3 separate regions of the Sus scrofa genome follow, and all the other regions are linked to region 2. Evidence: chromatin contacts called from public HiChIP or PLAC-seq data. All regions are on one chromosome and are shown on one strand. Each heading gives the region's core, a stretch centred on a gene start, on an enhancer-like site or on the middle of the called end of the contact. The rest is flanking DNA. Distances are from core to core; before and after follow the strand shown. Region 1 overlaps DUSP16 (dual specificity protein phosphatase 16). Region 2 overlaps LOC110260737 (a long non-coding RNA gene). Region 3 overlaps DUSP16 (dual specificity protein phosphatase 16).

Evidence for each region. HiChIP or PLAC-seq counts read pairs in DNA pulled down with a chosen protein or histone mark.
Region 1: a contact with region 2 is called in an H3K27ac HiChIP or PLAC-seq map of alveolar macrophages. The contact joins two enhancer-like sites. A contact is called at or near these places in 1 of 47 Hi-C or Micro-C datasets (skeletal muscle) and 1 of 2 datasets of contacts at active chromatin or transcription factors (alveolar macrophages).
Region 3: a contact with region 2 is called in an H3K27ac HiChIP or PLAC-seq map of alveolar macrophages. The contact joins two enhancer-like sites. A contact is called at or near these places in 1 of 47 Hi-C or Micro-C datasets (skeletal muscle) and 1 of 2 datasets of contacts at active chromatin or transcription factors (alveolar macrophages).

What each region holds. Positions count from the first base shown.
Region 1 is chr5:59,944,209-59,948,608 of Sscrofa11.1, forward strand. The region is part of intron 4 of DUSP16 (dual specificity protein phosphatase 16); the gene reads left to right. Among named protein-coding and RNA genes, the nearest start is that of DUSP16, 77 kb to the left of the region's middle. Within about 2 kb of position 2,228, at least 7 of the 83 cell types and tissues checked have an H3K27ac peak or open chromatin away from gene starts, as enhancers often do. A contact at or near this core is called in alveolar macrophages, where this site is marked.
Region 2 is chr5:59,714,244-59,718,742 of Sscrofa11.1, forward strand. All of the region lies in intron 1 of LOC110260737 (a long non-coding RNA gene), which reads right to left. Among named protein-coding and RNA genes, the nearest start is that of CDKN1B, 19 kb to the right of the region's middle. Within about 2 kb of position 2,723, at least 6 of the 83 cell types and tissues checked have an H3K27ac peak or open chromatin away from gene starts, as enhancers often do. A contact at or near this core is called in alveolar macrophages, where this site is marked.
Region 3 is chr5:59,921,046-59,925,761 of Sscrofa11.1, forward strand. The region is part of intron 3 of DUSP16 (dual specificity protein phosphatase 16); the gene reads left to right. Among named protein-coding and RNA genes, the nearest start is that of DUSP16, 54 kb to the left of the region's middle. Within about 2 kb of position 3,091, at least 13 of the 83 cell types and tissues checked have an H3K27ac peak or open chromatin away from gene starts, as enhancers often do. A contact at or near this core is called in alveolar macrophages, where this site is marked.

The DNA of each region.
Region 1 (4,400 bases), core at 978-3,477, 230 kb after region 2:
TAAACATCATCATCCTTAAGCTTCCAGAAAGCAGGCATCCTATACTGTTTAATATTTAGCTCAACTCTGTGCCCCGTCAGCTAATACATGTTTTCTAGTGATAAAATAATCACTCGTCTCTGGCCTTCAAATATCCTTCCGACATCTGGGCCTCTGAGTGCTCTGGACTCCTCACCTTAAGCACTTACTCCCAGGAGCCCGGTCTGGTCTCTGCCATTGCCCAGAACCACAGCCCTGCCCTCACCGCCCCCCAAACCCACTCCAGGACCCGCCTCCTTCCCTGCAGCTCCCTCTCTCACACCGCCCCCACTCCTGGAGCCCCTCCAGCCGCCTTTGCTCTGTCCTGCATCCCCATGACATCTGTCCTTCCTTCCTGGCCCAACTTCAATTCTGTGGTCAGGTGTGAAACAGTCAACCCTTGAACAACTGAGGTTTGAACCGTGTGGGCAGCAGCTCCGATTCGACCCCTAGCCTGGGAACTTCCATGTGCTGCAGGTATGGCCCTAAAAGGCAAAAAAAAAAAAAAAAAAAAAAAAAGAAAGAAAAGAAAAGAAATTAGTGAATTAATGTACATTTGTTTTAAGTTAAAATGTTTTATGTATATATGTAAAATTTTTTTAACAATTTCCTTCTTATATTATTTTTTCCACTGTTGTAATAATAACTACCACTTTTCTGAGTTGCTCTGAGGTGCTCCTCAGAGAAGTCCATACCCAGAGTGGAGCTTCTTTACCTTCGCATTTGTTAGTTAGAAAGGAAGAAAAAAGAGGAAATTAAAACTTCATATTCTGTTACTTCATTAGATTAAAAAGTGTCTAGGAGTTCCTGTAGTGGCACAGTGGAAATGAATCTGACTAGTATTTATGAGGACTCGGGGTCAATCCCTGGCCTCACTCAGTGGGTTAAGGGTCTGGCATTGTCATGAGCTGTGGTGTAGGTTGCAGATGCGGTTCAGATCCCGTGTGGCTTTGGCTGTGGTGTAGGCCGGTGGCTGTAGCTCCAATTCGACCCCTAGCCTGGGAACTTCCATATGCCATGGGTATGGCCCTAAAAAGCAAAAAAAAAAAAAAAAAAAAAAAAAAAAAAAGTGTGTATGTAAGCCAGTTACTTTATTGCTCCATCAAATTTGCTTTAATACGAACTTCAATAGAGCAGTTCAGAGGGCAGATTCTGGAGACAAAGATACTTGGCTTTGCATTTTGACTCTGGACCACTTGTTAGCTGTGTCACTTGGAAACATCACATAAACCCTCCTAGCCTCAGTTGTCTCATTTTTAAAAGTACCCATGTCCAAGGGCGGTTGTGAGGATTAAATGAGATAGTCCATTTAAATGCCTAGCACCATAACCAGGTGCATAGTAGGCAGTCAGTAAATGTTAGATGTGGTTTTATTAATGTGTACTTGGTGTCATCAGAGTGTGTTGTTAATAGGCCTATAAGCAAAGGTACCCAACAAATTTTTTACATTCAATTTAGGTGAAGTGGTCATTTCTACAAAATGTAGGCTACTAGGCTATTTGTCAGACATGTCCATTGTTCTAGTATTTCTATGGGGAAATCTCTTTGGACACTCACCACTGGCTTGTAACACATGTTGTTGTTAGATTTGCCTGTTGTCTTTTGATTGCGTGGTGTGTATAACACTGGAAGTGTCTCTTCTCAGAAACTTCTGCATCTTACTATCTTTGAACTGAATGGAAAGAGATGTTGCTACTTCCTTTTACTTTTAATTGAATAAGTCTTTGTAGCACCGTTGATGGAAAGGAGAAGAAAAGATAAAGTTTCTTTCTTAAAGGAGCATTGGTGAGAAAGGCCTGAAAGACTTAACCACCAGTGACGGTGCTATTTTTGTATGAGAGACACTCTGGTGACCAGACAGTGGAAGACAACTGCAGCATAAAAAACAATGTGACCTTTGCTCATAAGAGTTTCAAAGCTGTCAGAGTAAACGCCGCCGAGATCTTCAAGCCTAACAGGAGCCCACGGGACCATCAGAAGAGGAGGGTGCTCATCCGAAGACGCTCACCTAGTTCCAAAAGCTCTTTCTTGACGTTGCCCTCTCATGGTCTGCACACATGATGTGGAGTTGAGAGGGCTGCATGCGTGATCTGGAGTTGCTAGGTCTACATTTGTAAAACAAAATGTATCTACTGTGCCAAGTGTGGTAAACGAAGGGATTAGGGAGTTGGCAGGAGGCTAAAAGAGGAAGAAAATGACCAGCTGTCTTTCAGATAGTTGAAGTTGGAAAAGATTTGTAGGGGAGGTAGCATTCCAAGAAAAGGAGGAAGCGACCAGAGTGGCTTAGATGAGAATGATTTCAGGCTTAGAACATTTCCTGAGAGGCCGCAATGGATGACTAAATGAAAACGGGTTGTATAGGCTTGCCTGGAAAATGGTAGACGGGATGTTAGTTGAACAAACACGTACGGAGTCCAACTATGTACCTGGTGTCGAAAGTGGAAAAACAAGCACGAATCAGCCCGAGATCTCACCGCTTCGCTACTTAATAATAGGAGGAACAAGAATTAACTGCTAGTGATAACACAGTATGCTAGGAGCATGACCAAAGTCCTTTGGAAGGGCAGGGAATGGAATGGTTAATTATGCTGCAGCAGGAGGGGTTCATAGGAAGGTTAACTTAAGGTAGAAAAGTGAAAGAGTCATCAGGAAGAGGAACAGACCCCTTGAGCCCAGAAATGGTGTGAAGAGCATTGAGGGAGGGGGCATGTACCTGGCATGGGGGATTTGGAGGTTGTAGGAGACAGGAGGGAGCAGTGAGACTCGATGAAACTGTGTATGGATGAAGCAGTTAGCACGTGTTTAATGACAAGGAAGATTACTCTAGTTTTTGTTCACCATAAGGTTTGGAGGGGAAAACACTGCAAACTTCAAGAGCTCGCTGCTGGCTTTTTTGTGGCCGTCGTGCGGGCCGACCACTGGGCAGCCTCTGGGAATAGAGAGAAAAGGTGAACAGGAGGGGTGATACCAGAAGGATTTGGCAACATTTGGATGGGGTCGTGAGGAGGAGAAACAGGGTGAAATGATCCCATTTTCTAGGTCTTCTTTCTAGGTGGATATTATTACCAGAAACCAATTTTGGATTATAGAGAGGAAACACGAATTTGGAGCAGAGAAGGGAGATAGAGAATGTGCTGTTTCAGACATGTTGAGTTTGAAGGTCCCGAGGAACATCCAAATTAGGGATATCTAGGAAGCAGCTGCAAAGAGGGGTTGAAAATTGAAGAGAGGTGGATGTGTGTGTATGTGTGTGTGTGTGTGTGTGAAATACAGTCAACTTTCAGAGAGAGTATTTAGAGTGAGAAGATGAACTGTATCTTAGAGAACAGCTGGCATGTTCAGTTTGGGAAGAAAATGTTCTCATTGTGTGTGCACACACTCCCATCCTTCTGAAACTATTCCACAATATTGCAGAGGAAGGAGGACCTCCAAAGTAATTGTGTGAGGCCCCCATCACTTTGATATCAACACCAGACAAAAGTATCACAAAAAAAAAAAGAAAATCATAGACCAGGATCACTGATGAACATAGATGCAAAAATCCTCAACAAAATACTAACTAATCGGAGTTCCCACTGTGGTGCAGTGGGGTTGACAGTGTCTCTGCAGTGGTAAGGATGTGGGTTTGATCCCCGGCCTGGTGCAGTGGGTGGCCACAGCCGTGGCATAGGTTGCAGCTCCAGCTCACGTTGCGTCCTGGAACTCCATAGGATGGCCCAAAAAGAAAAAAAAAAAAAAAAAAAAAAAACACATCGACTCCAACAGTACATTAAAAGGATCCTACACCATGATAAAGTGGGATTTATCCCAGGGAATGCAAGGATTTTTCAATACCTTCAAGTCATTATGAATCAGCACATTAACAAATTGAAGAATAAAAACCATATGAACATCTCAATAGATGCAGAAGAAGTTTTTGATGAAGTTAAACATCTATTTATGATAAAAACTCTTCAGAAAGTGGATGTAGAGGGAACATACCTCAACATAGTAAAGACAGTATATGATAAACCCATAGCTAATATTATACTCAGTGGTGAAAAGATGAAAGCATTTCCTATAAGGAATAAGACAAGGGTGCTCAATCTCATCACTTTCATTCAGCATAGTTTTGGAAGTCCTTGCCACAGCAATCAGAGAAGAAAAAAAAAAAAAAAAAAAAGGAATCCAAATTGGAAAAGAAGTAAACCTGTCACTCTTTGCAGATGACATGGAGAAGATGTTACCAGAAAACTACTGCAGCTCATTAGTGAATTTGGCCAAGTTGCTGTACACAAAATTAACATACAGAAATCTAGCACTAACAATGAGATATCAGAAATAGAAACTAAGGAAACAATCCCATTTACCATTTATCAAAAAAGAATAAAATACCCAGGCAT
Region 2 (4,499 bases), core at 1,473-3,972:
CATAATCACTTCACTTTACTGTAACTCTGATACTCTTTTCCTCTTCCAGCCTTTGCCTGCATCTTTTTAAGACACAAAGAGTATCCATCTTCTCAATCTCCCCAGCTTTCTGCCCTCTTGACAAGAGCAGAATGCAAATGACTCAATAGCTACACATTTAAATAAGCCACTGTATCACTGGAGCTGCGTAGAGGTATTCCCGGGGAGAAAAAAAACGAAAAACTAAAATCACTGGTGAGGTGCTAAGATGTGTATTCTTCTCATTCAAGGTCCCCCCCGCCAGCTATTTCTCCCCACCTGCCAAGCCAACTTTATCTCTTTGTATGTCCGGAACACTCTCCTCCCCAAATCTGTCTCTTGCATAGCTACCAATCAAAATCAGTCCCTGGCTCAAAAAATCCTCCAGGACTTCTCTATCAGTTAAGATTTGCATTTGGCAGCTGGTAACAGAGCCCAGAAATAATAGTGGCTTAAACAAGATAAAAGTTTATATTTCTTTTCTTTAAAGGAATCCTAGAGATAAGCAAGGCAGAACTGGTGTGGCATCGCCTATAGTTCCTGTATCTTTCTGCTCCACAATGCACCTTCTATCCTCAGAAACAAAGGATGCCTCCTCGGGTTGCATCCATCCCATCCACCTTGGAGGCAGCCAGAAGGGGATGGACAGGCAGCTGTCAAACTGCTTTTCAAACACCTTCAGGGATGAACACAGTCCAGCATACCTCACGAGCCCTCTTTAAATAACCGCCAGATCCACAAACGAATTAATTTGGCAGCAGTACTGAAGTAGAGCAATTTATCATCTACGAAACTTTAGTAAAGGTTAACAGTATACCCAGGCCACCATACGAGAAAACCTAAGGTATAATTTAAAACCCCTAAAATGACACCCTGCTTTAAAACATCTCTAGAATTGGCTTGCCAATTTCAGTTAGAGATGTATTCTGTTTTTCATTTTTCATTTTTTAATTAAAATTTTAAAAAATAAATAATGAAATAGAAGTTACAGTGCTGTGTTAGTTTCAAGTGTAAAGTGATTCCGTTTTACACATATATTCTTACATATGTGTGTATAATATATTCTTTTCGAGATTATTTTCCTTTTTTCAGATTCTTTTCCATTATAGGTAATTAAAAGGTGTTGAGTATAGTTCCCAGTGCTATACAGGAGGTCCTTGTTGCTTCCCCATTTTATATATAGCGGTGTCCATTTCTTAATCCCAAACTACTAATTTTTTTTTATCTTTTAAAAAATGTTTAGTCATATCTGCAGCATGCAAAAGTTCCCAGGCCAGGGATTGAACCTGCACCACAGGAGTGACCAGAGCCACAGCAGTGACTCTGCTAGGTCCTTAACTGCTAAGCCACCAGGGAATGCCCCAAACTTCTAATTTATACAGATTTATTCTGTTAAGGGAGTATATTTCCAATAAAAGATACTGTATTATGCTGAGGGAGAGATTTCAAATAAGTACAAGGCAATGTCTAACAAATGGAAACTTAAGGCATCCATGAAAAATACTCAACACTATCAAGCAGCATAGAAATGCCAAGGTCAGGAGGCATTTTAGAGAAGAATAAAAGCCTACAAATGTCTTTTGGTAAATCTGTGAGTCAAGTGATTTGTTAGTGCCCTAATAAGGCATAAACAGAAGAAATAAGGTGAGTAGAAGAAAGTTTACCCAGGACTGGTCAAGAGAAGCTGCCTCGTGGCCATGCTGATGGGCCTGGGTTCTCTGTGTGCAGCAGAGAGGAGTGGGGGCCTTAGAAAAGCAGGTGAAATGTTGTTCCCATTGTGGTTCTGTGGGTTAAGGACGGGACAGAGTCTCCATGAGGATGCAAGTTCGATCCCTGGCCTCACTTAGTGGGTTAAAGATCCAGCATTGCCACATGCTGCAGTGTGGGTCACAGGCTCTGATCTCGCATTGCTGTGGCTGTAGCATAGGCCAGCAGCTGCAACTCCCTTTTGACCCCTAGTCTGGGAATTTCCATATGCTGAGGGTGCAGCCAAAAAAGACCAAAAAAAAAAAAAAAATTGTAGAGAGGAAAAGCAAGAAACAGAATTAGCATGTCCCAGGTGTCACCCAGAGCCTGACACTTATTGTTGACAAACAAAAAGTCTCACAGATACATTCCCCTTTCTCCTCCCATGTAACCACCGCTTCGGTTCTGCAGCCTCAGGTCTCCCATTCACCAAATCGTCTATTCCCACGGTGCCTGTTCCAGAATCCATCACTAGATGCTAATGGGATTCACAGCTCTTCTTGAGTACCTAACCCAAGCCTGGGGCCCAGGCTTCACCAGCCAGGTGAAGATACGCTAGAGATAAGGGTTTTGTTCCCTCCTTCTCACTTTCCATCAGGAGCTCTTTCTTTTGAGCAAAGATTTGCTGTATTTTATTTTGCTGGCAGAGAGGAGGAAGGGAGGTGGAGGGCAAAAGATAGAAAGGAAACAAAGGAGCTAAGATGCAGTAGGTATTTGGGGGCTGGTTTTGGCTGGAGCTGATTCTTAGAGCTATTGTGTTTGAGAAATATGAAAGACTACCACCAAAGACTGAAACAGAAACACCTGTGATTGGGGCTGGGCATTACAGGTCCCCTAGACCAGTTCCAAAAGAATCTGAGTTGTTAGCTGAAATGATGAACAAACTGTGAACGATCCGTTTGCCCACACCAGTAAAAACTTAAGGGAAGCACATCAACTCTTAATCGCTATACAGGTTTAGCCAGCAGAGGGCGCCCTCTTACTAATCTTCAATTAAAAAATCCTCGCGGGTTGTCCGTTTTTACTACCTCTCTTTTGAAGTCTCTTTCCAAAACCAAATATGTAAATAATGAATCCTTTAGCCAGAGTATTTGCGAACATTGAATCCAGCTGTTCAGTTTTTTGAAGAAAATGTTTCCATATTCACTCCTGAGTTGTTCTTAGCTTAGAAACTTCACACCACCTGAACTCGCCAAGGGCAAAATATGGACTGGGCCTTAAAAAACACAAGCAACCAGTTCCTTCTGACAATGAAGACAATACTAGCTGACCCCAGGGTAGCTGGGGAGAGAGGGAATTGGTCCTCGGAGTTAGCATAGGACTTGCCTGGGTGCTCCTTCCAAACCTGAAATCAATCAGTTATGATCAGCATCTGCTCTCACAGTCCAAAGACCTCACATCCCTTTCACTTACTAAGGGCTAAGTTTTAAAACTTCCTTTTTCTTTTTTTTTCACACGGCCGCACCTGTGGCATATGGATGTTTCCAGGCGAGGGGTCCAATCAGAGCTGGAGCTGCTGGCCTCCACCACAGCCCCAGCAATGCTGGATCTGAGTGACATCTGCAATGCTGAAGCTTGTGACGACACCAGATCCTTAACCCACTGAGCAAGGCCAGGGATAGAACCAGCATCATCATGGAGACTGTCTCAGGTTCTTAACCTGCTGAGCCACAATGGGAACTCCCTTAAAACATGTTTTATATTGTGTATGTTGAGCAGCATGGCAAAGAAATTCAAAGGTGTGAGTCTGGACTTTCTTTCCCACACCTTATCTGAAGGATCCCAGTGTAAGACTAGGGATTTTGACAAGTCAGAATGGCCATCATTCATAAATCCACAAATAACAAGTGCTGGAGGGGCTGTGGAGAAAAGGGAACCCTCCTGCACTGTTGGTGGGAATGTAAACTGGTACAGCCACTATGGAGAACAGTTTGGAGATACCTTAGAAATCTATACATAGACCTTCCATATGACCCTGCAATCCCACTCTTGGGCATCTATCCGGACAAAGCTCTACTTAAAAGAGACACATGCACCCGCATGTTCATTGCAGCACTATTCACAATAGCCAGGACATGGAAACAATCCAAATGTCCATCGACAGAGGATTGGATTCGGAAGATGTGGTATATATACACGATGGAATACTACTCAGCCATAAAAAAGGATGACATCATGCCATTTGCAGCAACATGGATGGAACTAGAGAATCTCATACTGAGTGAAATGAGCCAGAAAGACAAAGACAAATACCATATGATATCACTTATAACTGGAATCTAATATCCAGCACAAATGAACATCTCCTCAGAAAAGAAAATCATGGACTTGGAGAAGAGACTTGTGGCTGCCTGATGGGAGGGGGAGGGAGTGGAAGGGATCGGGAGCTTGGGCTTATCAGTCACAACCTAGAATAGATTTACAAGGAGATCCCACTGAATAGCATTGAGAACTATGTCTAGATACTCATGTTGCAACAGAAGAAATGGTGGGGGAAAAACTGTAATTGTAATGTATACATGTAAGGATAACCTGACCCCCTTGCTGTACAGTGGGAAAATAAAATTAAAAAAAAAAAAAAAAAAAAAAAAGACTAGGGGTTTTGACTAGAATTAGACAAAAGGAGAAAATGAGAGTTTCGTTGAAGCTTAGTTGAAGTTACTCCCTCCATTAAGCCAGAGTTTTCCCATCGCTCTTGGTGTAAAGTTCAAAATTCCTAATGTGGTTTTCAAAGC
Region 3 (4,716 bases), core at 1,841-4,340, 210 kb after region 2:
AAAGAATCTTGTTTCTTGGCCTTTAATCACTCATCATGTTGCTTTATTCTGCTTGCCTTTATCTCATATTTCTAAGGGTGACAAATTAAAAATAAACATTAGAAAAAAAAACCCACGGAATTGGTTTTGTGCTAATATAGAGAAAATAAATGGATTAATGTAGTAGAAATAAAGATCAGCCTACAGATAAAAATGCTGTTCTATTATTTCCTTCTCTTTCCTCCCTGTTGTAACTCTGGGTGAAAAGCAAAAGGGACCCATAGCAGTTTGCTGATTCTCTAGCACTTGTTTCTGTCCTGTGATGAGGCCCAGACTAGCCTTGTAGCAGTAAACCTAAGTGAATCACAGACCTCAGCCCTTTCATTTACAAATGAGGGAAATAACAGGGCCCTTCCCCGTGACTCTCCCCACCTCTCCCTGTCCTCTCTGTGTACCCAGGGCCCTGTCTGCTCTAGTTCCTGAGTCTTCTGGAATTCCCTCAGGAGGCTGGACTGAGAATCAGGGCTGCCCAGTTTCAGAGCAGGCTCGTCCTTTTTGTGGTAGGTCTCACTCAGCCTCTTGGTGGATTTCAGAGGCAGAGTCTTATCTCACATGTTATGGGAGAAGCAGCGTATAAAAACCTACTGTATATTACAGTTTTTAAGCATGAAATTATTTCACGGGGGGATCATCCCATAAACGTGTACTCTGGTCTGTGCTGAGGTCTGGCTCTGAAAGATGATGGAAGGTGCCCACCATGGGGTTCCGCGTCAGGTGCAGCGCTAAGGGCTCTGAGAAACATTTCATCTCTGAACACAGTCGAGGTCTTAGACTCGTGTCTGCTGTAGCTAGAGGCCAAACATATTTCTTTGAGTTGGATTTGCTAGTCCAGTTAGAGCCAGGAGAGAATACAGGTGTATTTGACTCTTTACCCATTTTTGCTCATTGTAACCGGGATGTGGAGTCCGTTGGCAGTTCTGTGCAATAACTGTGCGTCTCTGGTTTAATGGAACCAGTCCCCATCCTTCCTGGTAGAACAGAGCAGAACCTGATCCTCCCGCTTTCAGATCTGCCGTGGGTGCTGTTGTCATTGTTAGGCCTCTTATCCTATGTGCCATGCCTTCTGTCCCTGTGCCTCAAGAAGAGAACTCTTCCATCATTCCATTTCAGATCCTATAGTAGCTGCTAAAAGAGATTGACATGAGTAGTCCGTCAGAGCACTGCAGTTATTCAGGAATTGGCTCTTCTGTGTTTAAAAAGCTGCAGTGACTGAGAGCCACTAAAAATAGGTGCCATGTTGTCCCCTAGTTGCCATGTGTTGGCTGGCTCTGCGTCTCAGCCGCGGTTTGCACGAGGTTGTCCAAGTTGGACCATCTTTGGTGCAGTTGCCACCTGCCAGTGTGGTAAGCCAGCTGTGTCTCTCCCCAGCTGCAGTGCCTCAGACGTAACACCCAAGTCTGTGCTTGTTTAACAGATGCACTGCAGACCAGACTAGAGACGGTTCCCCAGCTCCTCATCCTGACATTTTGCACAGGCCGCCCAGAAGCACCCGGGTGACAGCGGTGACATCAGTCTTTCCCTGCCCCAGTCGTGTCATCTGTATCTCAGGGGAGACGCCTGGTCCAGGCCTGTCCGTTCAGCTGGATCTCAGTGGGTGGGGCCCCAGCCTTGGAGAACCTGTGGTGAATTGGGGGCAGCACATCCAAAGTCGATGAAATATAGAAGCATGTGAGGGTGCATAGATCTGTGATAAGGGACGACTGCTTGTCACCTGCAAAAATTGGGGAAGGTTTAATGGCAGTGGTAGAATTTTAATTAAACCTTGAGGAGTTCCCGTCGTGGCACAGCGGAAACAAATCCAACGAGGAACCGTGAGGTTGCAGATTCAATCCCTGGCCTCACTCAGTGGGTTAAGGATCCAGCGTTGCCATGAGCTGTGGTGTAGGTTGCAGACGCGGCTCGGATCCCGCGTTGCTGTGGCTCTGGCGTAGGCTGGTGGCTACAGCTCCAATTAGACCCCTAGCCTGGGAACCTCCATATGCCGAGGGTGTGGCCCTAAAAAGACAAAAGACAAAACAACAACACAGCAAAAACCTTGAAAGATGAGGCAGATCGGGGTGGGAAGGGTCCCTGGAGGTTTAGCTAAAGGGATTTGAAGTCAGGAATGAACACAGACATTAGGGGGCTGAAGGGGAGGAATGAGAAGTGAGAGTAAGTGCAGTCAGTTGGTGCGGGCTCTTCAGGCCGGAAGGATGAGTCTGCTCTTTGCTGTGGTGGCCTGGTGAGCCCCTGGAGACTTGGTGACACGGTCACCTCTCAGCCCCAGATCTTCTGCCCTCTCTGCTCTGCTTTCTGCTTCCAACTCCGTCAAGGCAGCGTCCTCCCTCTGGACCTGCCCCAGAAGCCTCCTCCCTGCTCTCTCACACCCTCTGTCTTGCTACCTTCCAGCAGTGTCTTGACACCTTTCTTGGTGTCCATCAGAGGCTCAGGTTTCCATAACGGTCTAGAAGGTCCCCAGCTCAGGGAACGGGGGCACAGCCCCCAGGAAGCAAACCAGACCAAGTACCATCAGACTTGGGTTTTTTTTTTTCCCCATCTTTTTGTCTTTTTAGGGCCACACCTGCGGCATATGGAGGTTCCCAGGCTAGGGATCTAATCAGAGCTGTAGCCACCGGCCTACACCAGAGCCACAGCAACGCAGGATCTGAGCTGCATCTGCGACCTACACCACAGCTCACGGCAACACCAGATCCTTAACCCATTGAGCGAGGCCAGGGATCGAACCCGCATCCTCATGGTTCCTAGTTGGATGCATTTCTGCTGCACCACAACGGGAATGCCATATTTTCTATTTTTAAGGAAGCCTTGATTACATCACTCCACAGTTGAATGTGCATCAGTGCTCTGTGGAAAAATTCTGAATCCTTACACTGACTCCCCAGGCCCTGCAGTGACTGACACACCCCCATCCCGTCCCCCCTCTGTGCCTTCATCGCATGCCACTCGCTCTGCACCCTCAGGGAGCTGCGTGTCTCTGAGCTCTTGAGTCTCACCTCAGCTGCTCTAAACCTACAGCCCAGAGGCGCTCTCCTTTCCGCCTCACCTCTGTGTCTCAAGCCTTCCCTGCTCCCTGCAAAGTTGAGTTACACACATTCCTCTGGCCACCCACCGTACTTAGTGAGTTATTTGCCTAATTATTTGGTTAAAGTTTGTCCCACTAAATAGTTAATTCCAGAGAAGGCCTGTTTTAGTCACCTCTGTCCCCATCACCTAGCGCCACGTCCAGCTCACATTAGGTGCTCATGAAATGTCTCTGAACCCACGTGTGGACCCCCGTGGTCCCCAGTGTCCTTGGGCTGATGAACAGGGAGTCCTTTTTTTGGGTGGGGGGGCCTCACCAGTGGCACATGGAAGTTCCCAGGCTGGTGGTCGAACCATGCTTCAGCTGCCAGCCTATTTCACAGCCACTGCAACTTGGGATCTAGCCCCTACGCCGAAGCTCACAGCAGCACGGGGTCCTTAACTCACCGAACTAGGCCAGGGATTGAACCCACATCCTCACAGACACTATGTCATGTTCTTAACCTACTGAGCCACAACGGGAACTCCGAACAGGGAGCCCTTTCTTCCCCATTGCTCGACTGTGGCCTGGCCCCTGGTGAGACGTTTTGTGAACACCTCCTGGGCTTCCTCTGTGACACACATTCCCTTGGCCAGAGTGACCACATGGAAGAGAGCTCACGGGGAAGCTGTGTGGGTCAGGAGCCTTGAGCTTCACAGGGAAAGCCCAAGAAGTGAGTTGTGCAGTGACTCACAGACAGGTTACACGTCAGGCTGATTTGACCCTTTGGAGTCATTCTTCAGAGACCAGACTCATGTTCCCTTTTCCTCTTGACTCAGAGGGTCGCCTCCTGTTGGTCTCATAAGGCTGTTGGTCTTGTAAGGCTGTGCCCCCGACAGTCACCACCAGCACGTCCCATAGCCGCTTCAGCCTCAGCCAGGGTCTAATGCTTCCTGGGGGCTGTGCCCCCGGTTCCCTGAGCCAGGAACCTTCCAGACCATTATGGAAACCTGAGCCACTGAGGGACACTGAGAAAAATCTCCTCCCTCTGCCTTTCGTGGAAGGTTCCCTGCACAGCGAGGACTCCCTGTGGCTTTTGGATGATCGGAGCAGCATTTGCCAATGGGACCTTTCTTCCTTTTGTAGCAGAGAAATGTTTTTCTTGCCCTGTGCTGCCCCGTTCACTCTGAGAGTCCTCTGGGGCCTTGTGGTCGAGGAGGAGGAAGAAGGTTCTGGCTCCCAGCATGCCAGCAGAACTCTTGGCTTCGAATGGGATCAGGAAATCCTTTTGAACGCCAAAAATACACAAGGCTTCTGTCCATCAACAGCTCTCCATTGTAACCAGGGAGGAGCCAGTAAATGTTTAATTATGTGCCAGGCACTGTGCTAAATGTGGAGGTGATTCCAGAGGAGGTGCGACCCAGTTCATAGCCACAGACAGTTCAGCATGTAATCGCCAGAGAGGTAAGGGGTCACAGCACACACGCAAGGTAATTCACAGTGACCAGGGTGGTGGTAAATACCGCCGTGTGACGGCTGTACATTTTATAGACGTTCTAAGTTGGCAAGACCATGTTTAGATACACCGGTCAGGGAAGATACTTTTGAAAAATGCAGCAGACTTGTTTAAACAGTGCAACAAAAGGTAGTTCCTGTTGTGGTTCAGCAGGTTAAGT